Linked DNA regions of Sus scrofa: regions 1 and 3 are each linked to region 2. A link is a contact called in public Hi-C data. All regions are on one chromosome and are shown on one strand. The core of a region is the stretch at or near the end of the contact, and the rest is flanking DNA. Distances in the headings are between cores, read along the strand shown. Region 1 overlaps SYN3 (synapsin-3). Region 2 overlaps SYN3 (synapsin-3). Region 3 overlaps SYN3 (synapsin-3).

Evidence for each region. A called contact is a pair of places that touch in the nucleus more often than the background predicts.
Region 1: a contact with region 2 is called in a Hi-C map of subcutaneous adipose tissue, with 2.0 times the contacts expected there. A contact is called at or near these places in 10 of 47 Hi-C or Micro-C datasets (alveolar macrophages, embryonic fibroblasts, heart right ventricle and 6 more) and 1 of 2 datasets of targeted methods (skeletal muscle).
Region 3: a contact with region 2 is called in a Hi-C map of liver, with 4 times the contacts expected there. A contact is called at or near these places in 3 of 47 Hi-C or Micro-C datasets (heart right ventricle, liver and skeletal muscle) and 1 of 2 datasets of targeted methods (skeletal muscle).

What each region holds. Positions count from the first base shown.
Region 1 is chr5:12,483,554-12,486,341 of Sscrofa11.1, reverse strand. All of the region lies in intron 10 of SYN3 (synapsin-3), which reads right to left. Among named protein-coding and RNA genes, the nearest start is that of FBXO7, 41 kb to the left of the region's middle.
Region 2 is chr5:12,395,112-12,397,811 of Sscrofa11.1, reverse strand. All of the region lies in intron 6 of SYN3 (synapsin-3), which reads right to left. LOC102167235 (a long non-coding RNA gene) reads left to right here. Exons shown (of 3, transcript XR_298408.3): 3 at 1,208-2,700. Among named protein-coding and RNA genes, the nearest start is that of FBXO7, 130 kb to the left of the region's middle.
Region 3 is chr5:12,325,150-12,327,961 of Sscrofa11.1, reverse strand. The region is part of intron 6 of SYN3 (synapsin-3); the gene reads right to left. Among named protein-coding and RNA genes, the nearest start is that of TIMP3, 84 kb to the right of the region's middle.

The DNA.
Region 1 (2,788 bases), core at 77-2,576, 89 kb before region 2:
ACAAGTTCAAGGGTCTTTCCCCCGAGTATTTCACTGTGAGGACCTTCACAAAACATGTCCCACAAATTTTATGTCCTCACCACAGAGGCGGCTGAAGAAATCAGTATTTTTGGATCTCTTCTGTCTTTTTTTTTCCCCAACTGGGGAAAAAATATCTTTTATCTTCTTGGTAAAAAGCTCCCCATCTCCCTTGACCCCACTCTAAACTGAAAAGCCAGGGAAACAACTCTGCAATGTTTCTGAAAGAAAAAAAGAAAATCTAAAAAGTCATTTTCCCCTCCCTCCTGTAACATTTTTGGAAGATGTTTTCTTGTTTTTTAAAGTCCAAACCCACTTTTTTTTTCTTTTATTTTAATGTGAAAGGTCTTTCATTCCTGACCCTCTGAATGTCTGGAGGTAGGGAGCCTTGGCCCCTCGGGTACAAATTTTTGTTTCCTGAGAGGGAATTTTGAGGAAACTCAGAGATGCAGGAGCTCTTGAGGGCAGAGATAATGCTGAAGCAAGACAGAAGGGGCTGCACTCCCAGGAGGGAGGGGAAGGGAGTGCAGGGGTCCTTCATCTGCTGATTGCCTCTCGCCTCCCAGGTGGAAGCTCTAAGGGACAGTGTCTCTACTATTGTGTTCACTGCTGTATCCCCGTCACCTGGCTTGGGGTCTGGTGTCCAGAGCAGGGGCTCAATAGCGGATGAATGAATGGATGAATGAATCCATGACTGCATGTGTGCCAAAGCTGTGTTCATGTCTGGTGGTCTCTGTGCAGAGATGCAGAGGCAGGCGGGCCAGGAAGGGTCTCAGGAGAGGCAATACCCCCAGTATTGGCCTGCAGCTCCCAGGCATCCTCAGGAAGGTGGGAGCCTTCTTCCTCCAGGGAGCAGCCTGGCGCTTGCTTAGAAGCAAGTACACAGGCCAGCAGTTCAGCTCCTTCAATGTCCTCTGAGGAGGGGTTGGTGAGGGGACTTGAGGGGAGAGCTATTTTCTAGAGCAGGACTGAACCTGCAAGTATAGATGCAACTCATCCTTGGAAGCTACCTGGTCTTTCTGGGGTGGGTGAGTGTGGGCAGAGGAATGGTGTCCACCCTAGACTCCCTCCCCTTCACTTCCAAGCTGGCTCCTCCCTAGGCTGGAGTATGAAGGCCCGCCTGGCATGGCTGGGGGCGAACAGCAGGGCTCCCATCCATGGAGTCACCTGGCCCTGCCGCGCTGTGGGTCCTGGGTGTGGAGCAGACACGCGGGGATGGAGGACTGGCTGGCTCCTGCGGTCACCCCGGCCATGTGCTTCCCATTAGCCGCCCACACCCCAGGGAGGGGGGCAGCCGCAGGGCTCTCCCTCACGTGTCTTGGCCTTGTGTCAGCACTGCCTCTCTGCTGTGGTTTGAGGAGAAGGCCATGGAAGGGAAGTGCCGTAAGGAGCTCTGGGGGGTGTGAGTGTGGAGTGGCGAGGCTAGGGAGGGAAGGGAGAACTCTGAGCCAGAGGGCATTTTCAGAGGAAGCAATGGAGAGCCTTGGGCTGGGGTGGTGGGGGCAGGGGACAGGGGGCAGGGAAAGGGAGTTAGGATGGGACATGGAGACTGTGAAGTGAGGAAGGACATGGGGAGCCATGGAGGAAAGAGGGGGACTGTGGCATTGGGGGAGGCAAGGGAGGATCCACGGAGGGGAGAGAGGGATTGTGGGATTGGGGGGAGGCATGGGGGGAGTCATGGAGGGAGGGGGGATTGTGGGATTGGGGGGAGGCATTGGGGGGAGTCATGGAGGGAGGGGGGATTGTGGGATTGGGGGGAGGCATGGGGGGAGTAATGGAGGGAGGGGGATTGTGGGATTGGGGGGAGGCATGGGGGGGAGTCATGGAGGGAGGGGGGATTGTGGGATTGGGGGGAGGCATGGGGGGAGTCATGGAGGGAGGGGGGATTGTGGGATTTGGGGGAGGCATGGGGGAGTCATGGAGGGAGGGGGATTGTGGGATTTGGGGGAGGCATGGGGGAGTCATGGAGGGGAGGGGGGATTGTGGGATTTGGGGGAGGCATGGGGGGAGTCATGGAGGGGAGGGGGGATTGTGGGATTTGGGGGAGGCATGGGGGGAGTCATGGAGGGGAGGGGGGATTGTGGGATTTGGGGAGGCATGGGGGGAGTCATGGAGGGGAGGGGGATTGTGGGATTGGGGGAGGCATGGGGGGAGTCATGGAGGGAGGGGGATTGTGGGATTGGAAGAGACATAGGGGGAGCTATGCAGGGAGATGGGGACTGTGGAGCCAGGAGAGACATGGGCAGCATGGAGGGGAGATGGGGATTGTGGGACTGGAGGAGGCTGGGGCCTCTGGAGGGAGAGGGGCATTGTGGGATTGGGAGAAGGTGGAGAGGAAGTTGTGGGGGTGTGGGGAGGGTGATGAAAAGACTACAGAGACCTGTAGGCAACAGCTCTGGAGGACATCAGGAACTGTGGGCCTGTGGGATGCATGGGCTGCAGGAAGTTGAGGGGGAGAGTCTGGGACTCCGAGCCCCTTTGAGCCTCTCTCTTACAATTAATTTTCCTTCTATCACGCTCCGTTCCTAACCTTCAGCGCCCTTACTTGTTTACTATTCTTTCCTGCCGGCCTGTCCACCCCATGTCTGTCTTGCTTACTGGCTCTGTCTCCTGAGCTCTCCCACACCAAGCCTAAGGGAACTCCTGAGTACATGTTTGTTGAATGAACAGATGATGGAATCTCTGCATGGTGACCAGGGAAGTGTGCCCTCTTTACACACTTGGACACTGAGAAAATAGAAGAGGCCCAAGGAGACAGAATCTTGCCAAT
Region 2 (2,700 bases), core at 77-2,576:
ATTGGAAGGAGAAGCAGAGAAGAGGAAATTCCTTTTAGGCTGAGTTGCCTGGATTTCCTTTTGCTTTCCACCTCATTTCCGTGAGGGCTACCTTTATTGACTTGAGGTCTGGGTCTGGAGGAAACTAGGGGCTGTATTTGGGGCCATTATTAGTTAAGTTCAAACTCCTTCATTCCCTCGGGGCAGGTGAGAGGGAGCCTGGCTGCGGCAGGGGGGAAGGACGGCCCTCAGAGGAAAGCAGCTGGAATGCGTTTTCTCACAGTCACACTTTAGTTAATATCCCAGAAAGTCAGAGCTGGGAGGAACTTACAGATCAGTATGTCCAAAAGGCTCTGACCCTGGGCTCCCTTGCCAGGCTACACGGGAGGTGGACCTCAAGATACTGGATGCAAAAATGTTCCCCTGTGTCTGCGAAGAATTGCATTTTTTTAGGGGAGATTCTATGGACTTCTGTTTCTACAAGGGAGCTTAGACAATTCCTTCTGAAAGTTCAGAACACTGGATACTTCTTGTTTATCTTGTTTTTTTGTTTGTTTGTTTTGTTTTTGTTTTTTGTAGAAGGGGAAATGGAGGCCCAGAGAGGGGAGGTGTCATGCTTAAGGTCACTGATGTGATGGAGCTTGGGTTAGAGCCCAGCAGAAGTAGGGGTCAGGGAGACTTGTTCCCCCTGAACCTATTTTCCCAAAACGGGGCCTTTTCAACAGTGTTTACCACCAAAGGTTGACCAGATAACTGTTACAAGTAAGATTAAAGGCTAGCAGAAGCATGAAGGCAAGATTGTGAATCACGGGAGAAGTATGGTTGACGGTTTTAAATATGCAACCAATCAATGGCTGCACCTCATCACCCCAGCCTGCCCAGCCAAGCCCGACTGGCAGACCTGGATATGCCCCTGGATCCCTCGAATCCAGGAGGCTACTCCCCAATCCATGCTCTCTCCTCCTAGTCATCCATTCAGCAAATATTTATTGATCTTTCAACTGTGTACAGATGCCAGGATATAGCAGGGAGCAAAGTTCCTGCCTTTGTGGCACTTACTCCAATTTAACTGGTGACATCTTTATATTAATGGGAGAGGACTTGGGTCCAGGGTGGAGTGGCATAGCTTTGCTGGAAAAAGGCTCCTCCTTGAGCTTTGAGGTGCCCCCTCCCTCCCCAAGAGAGGGTTCTGACGGGAAGAGATGACACTAATACTCATTTGTTTCAGATTCGACATCCTCCATCTCAACAGGGTCCCCGAGGTTTTCCTGACTCCAAGGACACTGCAGATTCCCAGCTCATAACAAATGATGTTCATGCACATGCCAGCCCTTTCTTTCTATGAGGCAATCCTCAGAGGCCTTTGCCAAGATAAACTGTTTGGCCTTCTGCCTTGAAAGTCGATCCTCTTCTGCGTCTGATTATTGCTTTTCTGAAACACAGGGACAATGACATCATTGCTCCCTCCCTGGTTTGGGGATTTGATGGTCAGCATGAAGTCAGGGTTTGGAATGGTGCCTGCTCTTTGCCAATGTCCACGGGCGGGGGTGGCCTGGAGTAAAGCAAGCTCGTGAGGGGGAGGTGGGTGCCGTGAGGTCCCCAGGGGCTGGGGGTTGGGGGCAGATTCGCTTTTCATTCTGTTGCCAGCATCCGGGTCTGCCTTGTTGTATATGGGATAGGCAGTATTCTGATGAGGGCTGAGCTGACATTCAATGGATACACACCTGCCTGGCTGTACCCATTATTACAATGGTTAAATACCTTCGTTCCCATTGGTAGTCATTTGTGGGGTGCCTTCCCACCACCTCAGCTTCTCTGGCCTCTCCCTGGGCCAACATCCTAGAATTCCCACCATCTAGCACCTCCAGGGACCTATCCAGTAGCCCTCTGATGGTCGATGCCTGTGCCACACTGTAGGTAAAATATGCTTACTACTCCTCACAGAGGGATGGGAGAACTTTGGCTGGTCTGTTGGCTAGATGCCTGCAGGAGGCCATTGCCATGTGAGTTAGGGTCAAAGTCTGTTTCTTGGGCTCCCAGGCCTGGAACCTGTCAACAGAAATTCCCTCTTGCCACTGTGGGGCATGGTCCTTGCATAATCAAGGGTTAATAGTTCCTCTGCTAGAGGTTAGAAGGCACTGCAGAGGTTATTCCCGTCCACCCGACTCTTTGCACAGAGAACCTTCAGCTCAGAAGGGAAGTCATTTGTTCAAGTCATAGCAAGTTGGTGACCCATCCAAGCCTTCTGACTGTCATGATAGCCAAGGGAACATTTCCCATACCCCAAAGGGACTGTGCCTGGGGTAAAAATCAGGAATTACTGAAGCGGTTTATTTAGTCCATCTAGAGCACAATTTCTCCCAAAATGAAAAGCAAGGCAGTGTCAAGCTGCAATGAGAGAGCTCGGGGGCCAGGGGTGGTAAACTTGAATGCCCGGGGGCCAAGGAGTGACAGATGCCAGGGAGGAGGAGGCAAGCAAAGACCATGAAGACGTTTGAAACATTCTACCCTCGTAGGCTCCCTTTCTGCACCAGGTCCATTTAGCAGAATGGTCATTGTCTTCTCTAGTTTGTGTGGATTTCAAACTTAGCCCTGGCCAGGCACAATCATATTACCCAGTAACCTGGCAGGTACCTATGCAGAGGTCTCGATTTGGCAGTGCATGGGCTGAACGTGGCTTGTGAATCTATTTCACTGGGACCACCCAGTGTTGCTGATCTT
Region 3 (2,812 bases), core at 277-2,776, 70 kb after region 2:
ACCAACCACTTAACTGGCTGAATCCTAAACCAAACCCCAATATTAATTTTCTATAAATGCAATTCAGATGGAGTCAACATTGTTTTTGTTTTTAAACAAAACCAAACCCAAGTGGATCAGTTGGAACGTGAATCAAGCCCCTATGTGTCCTAAAATTAATGGACCAGAACAAAATTGGAAAATAAAAACATCTTTTAAATGAAAACACTATTTCATTGGCTTTCTTGGTTCAGGATTTTTTTTTTATGTCTAAAAAATGGGAAAAAATCCAAATACAGAAAGAATAATTATGCATTGCAAAACATTCAGAAAAATCAAAATAGTTTAAAGATAAATGTCATCTCTAATCTCACCCTGGGTATTTCCACAACTTTTTTTTTTTGGCCACTCCCACAGCCTGTGGAAGTGTCCAAGCTAGGGATCAAACATGTGCCATAGCAGTGACTCAAGCCACAGCAGTGGCAACTCCAGGTCCTTAACTGATAGGCCACCAGAGAATTCTTCCACAGCTTTTTCTGATGCATTCCATTTCACATAAATGTGATTATTTTTTATAATAATAAATACTTAATTACTTCCTTTTCTTGTTAAGAATATGTCATGGCAAAGTTCTGTATCAATATTTACGAAGCTACACCGTTATTTTTAATGGCTGCGAAGTACTTCTGGTTTATCTCACTTATTTAGGTTACTTCCATTACTTCACTTTTATGAATAATGCTTCAATGAACGGATTTGCACGTGAATCCTTACACCCTGGGTTGATTATTTTGGGTTAATTATTCAAGTGCTTCTGGTTAATTATTCAAGTGCTTCTAAGTCAAAGAACCCACATATTTTGGAGTTCCTGTTGTGGCTCAGTGGTAACAAACCCAACTCGTATACAATGAGGACGCAGGTTTGATCCCTGGCCCCGCTCAGTGGGTTAAGGATCGATATAGCATTGCCATGAGCTGTGGTGTAGGCCACAGGCATGGCTTGGATCTCAAGTTGCTGTGGCTGCGGCATAGGCTGGCAGATGCAGCTCCATTTTGACCCTAGCCTGAGAACTTCCATGTGCTGTGGGTGTGGCCTAAAAATACAAAAAAAAAAAAAAAAAAAAACCACACTTTTTTTTACTTTTCATATATATTTACAGATGCCCCCCACCCCACCCCCAGCCCCAGAAAGGTCATAACTATTTTCACTCCCACCATCAGTGGATAAAAACACTGACGTTCCCACATCCTGGATGCCAAAGGTGTCCAGCTCACCATCTGTCCTTGCAGAACTCTGTAGGGAACTGTCCCACCCACCACTGTACTGTGACTAACTGACCCAGTTTGTCCCAAACTGAGGAGGGTCCTGGGACATGATTTTCAGTTTTAAAATCTGGAAAGTCCCAGGCACATGGGATGAGTAGGTCACCCTACACAACCCGTGACAATAATGCACCCAGGATTTTTATCAGAACCACACATAGGCCAGTGCTGAGTTCTGCTACAGCCGACTGGCGCAGGAGTGATCACCTGGGCCAAGGACGGTTAGTCATGCAGCGCAAAGAGATAGTCTGAGCCAATCAGAGTTCTTCTTTTGGGAGTTTACTCTGGGAATACAGAAAGAATTTATCCATGAGCAATGGGAAACAGGTCTAAAGTTCAACAGCTTAACAGTGGACAAAAGGGGTCAGTTAGCTAAGCACCAGCAAAAGTATTATGGGAGAAAAAACTTAGGAGTAAGAAAGAGGAGCTGGTTTTAAGAGGTGGAAAGAGGAGGAGAGTAACTGTGTTAATAGAGAGGCGAGATTCTTCAGCATTCCTGCACTTCCCAAGGGCTTTCTTGTTCTTCTCTGGGTTATTGTGCAAGTGTCCTCAAAATAATTGCTTATGCCCTCTCCTTCTCATTAACTTGCTATCATTTGAATGAATCAGTTCCTTGTAAGCTGAGAGGCTTTTTCAATACTTCTGGGTATTACCCATAATTTCCCTCTTTGCCAATTCATTTGAATGACCACAATGGACTTCTCATGTAATTTTGTTGAAACATGCATATCTTGAGTAAATTTGAATATCTTTTTGGAAATTCATGCTTCCAGGATTTAGTCGATGGTCAGAGGCAGATGAAGAGTGACGTACAGGACAAGACCTGCTGGATCCTCTGTTGGGGTATCTGATACCTGCTCTTCAGCGTGGCGACCTGTCCCCTCTTTCCAGCCTTGACTCTGGCTTGGCAACCTGATGGTGGTTATGTGGGCTCCTGCCCACTTCATGGTCCTTCTGGCTTTTTAACCCCAGTCTGCTAACCTCATCCATATTAAATGCATCTCTGCAGCTGAGCAGAAACACCCTGACCCTCCAATCAAGGCTGCCTCTGCACCTGCTCTTTCCCTGGCCAGGAGTACACTCTAGTTATCCCATGGCCGGAGGCTTTTTTTTGGATACAGGCTTCAGCTCAAGTAGCTCCTCAGAGAAGCCTATTCCGACTATCTCACTTGACCTGGCTTCCTTCTCTGCCCATCTCCCTATGCACTCTTCATAACTGTTTTATATTCTGTATAGAACTTAGCACCATTTCATATTATAGGACTAATTTTATTGTTTGTCCCTCCCACTAGATGTAAGCTCCTTGGGACTTGTCTGGTATGTTTTGCTCACTATGCCCAGAGTCTAGGAATAAAATGCCTTGCATGTAAGCAGGTGCTGATGGACTGAATTCATTAACGGACAGGGGAAGAAAATTCATTGCAGCAAAAGTACATCGGTCCCCTTATAACAGTCAGCCAGAGGGGGAGAGCTGATGAGCGTCCTGGCTTACAAGACATGTGATTTGGGGT